Regions from separate parts of the Gossypium arboreum genome. Here region 2 is linked to region 1. The links are chromatin contacts, called in public Hi-C maps. All regions are on one chromosome and are shown on one strand. The core of a region is the stretch at or near the end of the contact, and the rest is flanking DNA. Distances in the headings are between cores, read along the strand shown.

What was found. A called contact is a pair of places that touch in the nucleus more often than the background predicts.
Region 2: a Hi-C map of leaf shows a contact between it and region 1, with 2.6 times the contacts expected there. The contact joins the promoter of LOC108456871 here to the enhancer-like site in region 1. A contact is called at or near these places in 2 of 5 Hi-C or Micro-C datasets (both in leaf).

The regions. Positions count from the first base shown.
Region 1 is chr9:53,372,607-53,376,801 of ASM2569848v2, forward strand. No RefSeq gene overlaps it. Among protein-coding and RNA genes, the nearest start is that of LOC128280652, 51 kb to the left of the region's middle. Within about 2 kb of position 2,870, at least 2 of the 2 cell types and tissues checked have an H3K27ac peak or open chromatin away from gene starts, as enhancers often do. A contact at or near this core is called in leaf, where this site is marked.
Region 2 is chr9:54,200,310-54,204,515 of ASM2569848v2, forward strand. It overlaps LOC108456871 (heavy metal-associated isoprenylated plant protein 32), which reads right to left and starts at 2,130. Exons shown (of 3, transcript XM_017755599.2): 1 at 1,654-2,130; 2 at 1,476-1,551; 3 at 1-1,385. The coding sequence starts at 1,683.

The DNA.
Region 1 (4,195 bases), core at 1,620-4,119:
CGTATTTTGAGTTAATCGAGAAGAAAATCATGTCTCGTAAGTTTGGGCACAATGTTTAGAATTCCTAAAAATAAGAAATTAAATCAAATTTTATGAAGAATATCTTCGTATTTCGAGCTATTCGGGAAGAAAATCATGTCCTGTAAGTTAGGGCACGATGTCTTGAATTCTCGAAAATAAGAATGCTCATTTTTTAATTATTGCCCAAATCTTATATATTTTTAATCATTATTTCTTCCAAAAAAAAAAAAAAGAAGGGACGTTTGATTATTTTGGTTCGAGGAGGAAATCATACCCTATAAGCTAGGGGCACAATTTCTCGAATCTTCAAAATAAAGAATATCGCTTTAGTCTTTATTCTTTTATGTGCTTATGTCGAAAAACGGATGTATGTAGCAATTGTTTACAATGTACGATAATGGAGAAAATTATAGTAAAATAACATAAATAATAAAAACAAGATGACAATAATATAATGAGTACAAATGAAAAACAATAAAAAATATTCAATTAATAATATTATCTAATAATACTAATAATGAAATAATATAAAAATGCATGATAATAATAGAATTACGTTCATAAAATATTGGTTCTTTGAGCTAATTTTAACAAAATTAATATCAATTAACAACAATAATTACTTAATAATGTTAGTAATATCAATACTTAAAAGTAAGGATCAAAATAAAATAATCGAAAAATCGACGGTAAAAAAAAGTAAAAATTAAATATATGGACTTAATTAATGAATGGAGGATTAAATTAAAATCCAAACAAAACTTAAAGCACAAATTGCAAGAAAAAAAAAGGAAAGGAGAATAAATGACTAAATTAAAAATATAACAAAACTAAAAGCCTAAATTATTAAGAAACAGAACTTAAAGGATTAAATTAAAATAAGATAGAAAACTTTAGGGGTCAAATGGAAATTGTCCCCATCATATTGACACGTGTCACTCCTTAAGGGGTTCACAGTGGGTTAGGGGACTAAATTGTACAGGAATTTAAATTATGAGGAGAAAATTAAAACAAACGAGCAGGATTAAATTAAAAAGATGAAAAAAAAAGCGGAAGGACCAAAGCTGCAAATATTCCCTCCCTTCAAAAACACGAGGATCCTAGGGGAAAATAGGTCGATTTTTGGGTTGAGTTCAAAACAACTTCGTTTTGGGGTTTCTGAAGCCAAGCCAAAATGATGTCATTTTGATATGTCTATATAAGTTAAAGTTTAAAAAAAAAAAGTCATTTTAGCCTCTCTTTTTTTTTAAAAAAAAAAATTCGTTCTCCTTTTTTCTCTGAAGTGGCTTCAAGTCTGACCATGGGCTAGCGAGTCTCCGTCGTGGCCACCAATCACTGGCGACGGAGATTGCCACCTCCGGTGATCGGAGGTAGCCAAAAAAATTCCCTGGAATTCTTTTCCACGTAGATCTCCGATCTGGAGTTAGAATCGCCGAAAACTTAGCCAAAATCCCAAAAAATGAGAGAAACCTTTCGGTTTCTACTCTCTCTGACGAGGCCCTCCATGGACCCTAAGGGGTCCGAGGCTTCCCGAGTCGGAGGGACCTCTGGTGACGGAGCAAAATAGGTAAAGTTTCTCCCCTTTTTTATTTTTTGTTTTGAAAAGAGAAAAATCAAAATAAAATAATAATAATAAACAATAAAATGTTACCTTTTTGAACTTTGTGGTATTTTTATTTCGATTCTTCTGATTTTTTTTATTTCAATGTATTTGATCCCCCTTTTCATGTTACAAAGATCAGTTTTTATAACCGAAATAATATTACAATATATGCTTTTTTTTATTTCTTGTTTCTGTTTCTTATCCTTTTTTGTGTTTCTTGCAGGGGCAGTGGAAGTCAACGAGGTTGCTGCTGCCGTTTTGGTGCAAGGGGAAAGGTTTTGGGCCTCGCGTTAGCTGACATGTTGGGAAATGACGCAGCAGGGGGCTAGGGCAACTAGGGTTTCTGTTGAAAGATTAGGATTTTAGGCCATTGGGCCTCTCTTTGTATTTGGGCTTGTAATAATTTTTTTGGACTCTCGGGCCTTGTAAATGAACTGTTATTTTTTGCTGTTGTTTTATTATTGGGCCCGGGCAAAATTGAGCTCTTACACCTAATACCCAAATTGTTTAATCTTAATAATCTTAATATCTTACTTTCCATTCCAATTTTTTCTATAACAAAATCTAAAAGTAAACATTATCCAGAAATATTTCACCCTTAAACTTCAATTACACGGTAAAAAGAAAAAAAAGAAGAGAAAGATTGAGTATTGTTGGTTATTTTAATACGGTAAAATAAATACAAAATCTTAAGCTTAGAATCGTTTTTATCTAATGATTAAAATCATTTTGATGCTCATCTTAAAAATTCTCACTATAATTACTATCATAGTATTTTATGTTATATTTTAATAATTTTTATAATATTTACGTCATATAATTACATGATATCTAATAATGTCATATCTTCAAACCCCTAATAATAGTAACATCCAATAAGTTAAAGAAAAGAAATAATTAAAAAAAGCTAAAAAGTTAATTTTGAGCATGTGAAGTGGCAACCTCACTCATACTACCCAGACAAGGGAATTACCCACCTTATTTCTTTTTTTGTTTCGTTAATCATAGACATGTGATTTTATTTTTATTTTTATTTTTATTTTGTATAAATAGGGATTTTTAGTTTATATTATAGTGAGAGATTAATTTTGTTGGAGTCAAAAATAATATTTAAGTGAAACTTTTCAATAATTGTAATTTTAAAATAAAAAATATCATTTTTCTAAACCGTCTATTGATAATTATAAATACGCATAGTTACTGTTGATTTGAGATTCAATTTAATTATCTTGCCTTGATAACATTAGTATGCCAACAAGGGTTGAGTTCAATCCTAGAGTTCACCTTTTCTTTATTTTCTTATACCTTAATTTTTATAATGATAAGTTGAAATCACTTACATCAATATAAATTTAATTTTTCACTATGAGTAAAACATAATTAATTTATACATTTTTAAAATTTTATAGGATTTATTAAAAATTTATTCATGTAAATTGAAATATAAAATTTGTTAAAATAAAAAAGCTAAATTAATTGTTCCCTTAACTTAAATTCAGGGAGATAAGGAGGAAGTAGTAGTAATAATGAAGCGTGGAGGCGTCTGGATTTCTTTTGTGGGACCCACATCTTAACCTTTTTCTTATTTTAAACACCATCCGTACTTCCCTTAATAATAATACAAAAAATAAAAAATATATGGAAAAAGATTCCCGCGCTCTTCTCACAGGCTAACCGACAAATTTCGCCGTTTACAAGCTTCCGTTATCTTTTTTCTTCACCCTTCTCTCCCAATCTTCTCCTTTATTTTTATTTTTATTATTTTCGCAACGCCTTTCACCGTTTTCATGAAATGGCTCGGCTCGGCTCGGCTCAAATGTTACGGCTAACAACTCTCTTTGTTTATTTGCTTCAAGGAATCTATTAGATTAGATTGAGGATTACATAATCAACAACCTAACTGATGACCCCTCAAAAAACCACACAACCTAATTTATGGCTAAACTCACTAAATTTTTGTTAAAATTTCGTTTTCATTCTTAATCTTATCGAATTATAATATTTTGATTATTTCTTCGTTAAGATTATAACCATCATAAATTTAATTCAAAAATAACCTGACCTGCTAGTTTAAAGGTTAATATGTAACTTAAACTATGAACTATAATTAAAATATTTTATTTTATCTTTATAACATTTTTAATCATAATTTTGAAAAATAATTATCTAAAATTTTAAAATTATTTAAAATTCAGAAATTTTTATTTATTTTCTAAAACTATAAAATTTATTTTTTAAATTATAATTTGTAATAAAAATCATAAAATCCTTAAAAAAATTAACCCTATGTTGAGTTAGGTTAAATTTCAAAATTATTAAAATATCAAAAATTCTTTTAAAAACTCTGAAATTTTTTGTTATTTTATTTTGAAATTATAAAAATATTTTAAAACTATAATTACGTAAAAAATTTGAAAATTTCATAAAATTCTAAAACAACCTTTCAAACCTTTTAACTTTCTAAAAAAACCAACCTTTCTGTTTTCAAGCCCATTTCCGCCTCTTGAACCACCATGCCGACATCCTCTCCGGTCGAAAACAGGACCACCGTTCAAGCGTTGTGCTCTATCA
Region 2 (4,206 bases), core at 880-3,379, 830 kb after region 1:
AGGGTCGGGTTGAGGTTGAGGTTGGGGATATGGATACGGGTATGGATATTGATATGGGTATGGTGGCATGTAATTCACAGCTGCGGGTGGCCTAGCATGCATCATGGGCTGAAACCTCTCATTTCCTCCTCCCATGGCACGTTGTTGGTTCATCATTGCTGCCAAATACTGTTGCTGTTGTTGTTGTTGATGGTATGGGTTGCCCGGCATTACATCCGGACCCGCTCCCTGGAAGTACCCTCCGCCGCCGCCGCCGCCGTTCATGGCTGCTGCCGGTAACCCTTGCACTGCTGGGATGTTACCCATTTGGGGTAAGCTCCCCATTTGGCCCATTGCCATGTTCATGGCAGCAGCCCTTTGTTGTTGACTCATGTTCCCACCATTAGCGCCGCCACCCATGGTAGGGAACCCATCGGAAACACCGTTGGGAGCACCCTTTTTGCCACCGTTCCCACCACCGTTGTTACCACCATTCTTGTGTAGCTCCTGAGGTAAACCACCGCCATTTTTACCACCGTTTTTACCACCGCCACCTTGATATGGATTCCCCCCGTTAGGATTCCCTCCAGCACCACCACCTTTCTTACCTCCATTCCCATTTTTACCCTCATTGTTACCACCACCAACAGGCATACCACCCCCACCGTTACCACCTTTCTTACCATTACCCCCACCATTAGGAGCAGCATTTTGGGGACCCTTTTGGGGATTCATAAGCTGAGGGAGATTACCATTCATCATGCCATTCAACATCACCATGTTGTTGGCCATTCCTTTAGGAGGAGCATTATTCCCCATCATAGCCTTCATCTTGTTAACTGGATGACGATGATCATCCAACTCATCACCATCATCAAAATCATCATCATCATCAAGATCACAATCATCATCCAAGTCATCATCATCATAATCATCATCACTGAAATCTTCCTCTTCAGCAAACTTCACAGCTTTGTTGTTTTGGAGTTGGTTGGGATTAGGACCCATTTTCATGTCCTTCAACTGAGGCAGCTTCAGATCTTGTAACCCTTTCATTTGTTGAAGCTGTTGAAGATGCTGGTGCAACTGTTGAGGTGTCGGCTGACCACCTTTCGGCTGGTTATTGTTGTGGTTGTTGTTGTTGTTGTTCCCTTTCTGACCACCCTTGTTGTTGTTTTGGTTGTTGTTCTTGTTGTTGTTGTTTCCACCTTTGTTGCCATTATCAAGCATCTGCATGTTCTTGAACTGGTTGGCAAGATGAGCTTGATTGTTGTTAGCTTTTGCAGAACCCCAAGGCTCTGCATGCTTCCCTGATTTTGCAAGCTTTCTTATTAGAACATTAGGATCTACATTTCCCAACACTGTTACCTTACCTTGCTCAGAATCTATGGTGGTCTTAAAAACCCCTGACAAAACAAAAATAAAACCCCAAAAAACTCAACTTTAAAGTCTGAAACATGAAAAACAAATTAATGTCCAAAAAAAAGAAGAAATACCTTCAATCTTTTGTAAGATTTTCTTCACTTTGTGCTTACATCCATCACAGTGTATGTTAACTTTGAGGACACAAGTCTGCAAACAAGCAAAAAAAAAAAGATTTTTTGAGTAGAAACGAAGTAAAGGTATAATCTTTAACAAAAAACACTAGAGAAACAAAAAAGAGAGAGAAAATACTTGGATCTTCATAAACTCTTCTTTACTCATTTTTTTTTCTTCTTTTCTAATCTCAAATACACATACAACAACAAGGAGAATGAAAGAGGGAAAAAAAAGGGTTGGTAACAGATCTGAAGAAAAAAAACAGAAGAAATGATAGAAATTTACAACAAATCCCAACAGACTTAGTTTTTGGGTTTGTTTAACAGAAGAAGAAGAAGAAGAGAGAATGAGAGCCGGAGAAGGAGAAGAAGAAGAAAGAGAATAGATGTTAATAAGCAAAGCAAAGACTCTGCTAAAAGCAAAGAAAGAGAGAGTGCCGGCAATGGCAATGGCAACAGCAGGCAAAGCAAAGCAAAGCTTCACTCTATCTTTTGGATCTTTATTTATTGATATATTTATATATATATATTGAAATTTTACCAGAAAGAAGAATAGAGTGATTTTTTTTTTTTTGGTAAAATGTGTATTAGAGCCAAATGGTGGCTTAGGCTTGGCTTGAGCTTTGGCTTTTGGCTTTGGTATTGGCTTTGTATGAAGAAGAAAATAAATAAATAAAGAAATTTGAGGCTTTTGGTGATTTCACAAATTTCACCGTAAGAGGGGGATTGGATTTTGGTGGGTCCAAAATAATAAATGGAATGTACAAAGATCACAGATGTGAATGAACTCCTTGTCAGATTTTTTACTCTCTTATAATACAATACAATAATGACACTAGATGGCATTGCCATACGCTTCCCTATCCTCCTTAGATTCGATTTTATTTTAATTATTTTCTTATTTTTAATTAAGCTCTTTGAATTATAAATTTATAAATTAATTCAGCCTTAAAATTTAATTTTACATCAAAATAACGACTAATGATATATATAGCAGTTAATAGCGACACGAAATAAGTTGATGAAAGAGATTCCAACATTATCTAAATTATTATATTTTTTATGTTTAAATCTAACTTAAGTTTAGTCTAATGAAAATAAAAAATTTTGTTTTATATTCATATTTACATATTTTTATTATTTAAATTAAATTCAAAATTAGGAAAAAGAAATTGGTCGAAAGCTTGAGTTTGTACATGCCAGCCTAATAAATTTAACAATCGATCCAACAAAAAGAACTTACCATATATCATATGATTGGATTGCCTTGGTGTATCCATTTTACAACCTTCAAACAAGCACATATTAAACCCATATAAATTTTATTCTTTTTTTTCTCAATAAAAGTTCAACTAAAGTGTACTCTAACAATATTTCTTGATTTATAAAAATCGAAGTCTTGGAAAACCCCTCATCAAAAAATAAACACAACCCTAAAATTCTTGCTACTCGATCAAACCATTATTGGATTTCTTCTGATTCAATCAAGCACATATTCAATTTCTCATTCATTTTTTTTCCTAAATTGAAAATTTCCCACTCCATTAAAGAGAACAACTATGTTGAAAAGAAATAAAATTTGCAATTATCAATATTTATGAAAGTATAAAATAGATTAATGCTTTTTCAAAGAATTGAAACACTTAAACATAATACAGATAGTAGTATACATCTCAGGCCTACAACAATCACACCACATCCTATAGTCAAAGTAAGAGAATTTTTTTTCAACCCTCCTATATTTGATTGGTCTCCTTGTCTCAATCACTTGTAGGATGCGCATGAACTCCGTTGTCGTCCAAGATGTCTACCAAAACTAACTAAACTAAATTTATATTAAAACTGAGAAAAGAAAAGAAAAACAAAAAAAAAAAACAAGAAGTTTCAATCAAGGCTAGTTCATGGAGTTTGGAGCATCAATCATTTAATTTGAACGGTAAAAGGAGGCTTGGATGAGGAGAAGCGTCAATCGAAGTCTGGTGATGATTCAACAACCAAAAGAAGATACTTGGGATTTGATTTGGTTGATTTCATCTTAAACCATTCAGTAATTGGAAGAAAGCAACGAAAAGGTAGCAAGTCGACACCTTCAATTGGCCAAAAGTGACCTGAATTATGGTGATTCCAAGTAGTGGCTAGGGTATGGAGAAGAAGGGATTAGCTTTGTTTTGTTCTGCAAAGGAATAAGAAATGAATAGGCAAAAGAAAAAAAAATAGGAAAAAAGGAAACTTACGTGTGAGATATTTTTATACTCTTTCTAATTTTTTAGAATATTGACAAATTGTAAATATTAAGGCTACTTTTTAAGAATCATTACCAAATTGACATAATATATAAACATTGACGACTAAAATTGTTATTATACCAATTTTAAAAGTTGTTACATCATTTTCCTATTAGTCAGTTAACAATTGGTGACAAAAAAAAAAAAAGGCAAATCCAATAAGTTGAGTGCCCATTTTATTACTTTCCATAGTTAGGTGATAAAAAAAAAAAAAACCTTACTAATAATGGCCTTGTTCCTTAGACTAAGGGTGCCTTTGGATAAAAATTTGCGATGGTGAGATGGAAGATCAAGAGATTATTCTTTCTCATTGCGTTACTTTCATATTTAGGTAACTTATGGTGCAATCCATTTAGCAACTCTCACCCGTGGAAAAAAAAACCCTCCAATGAAAATGGCGTTTG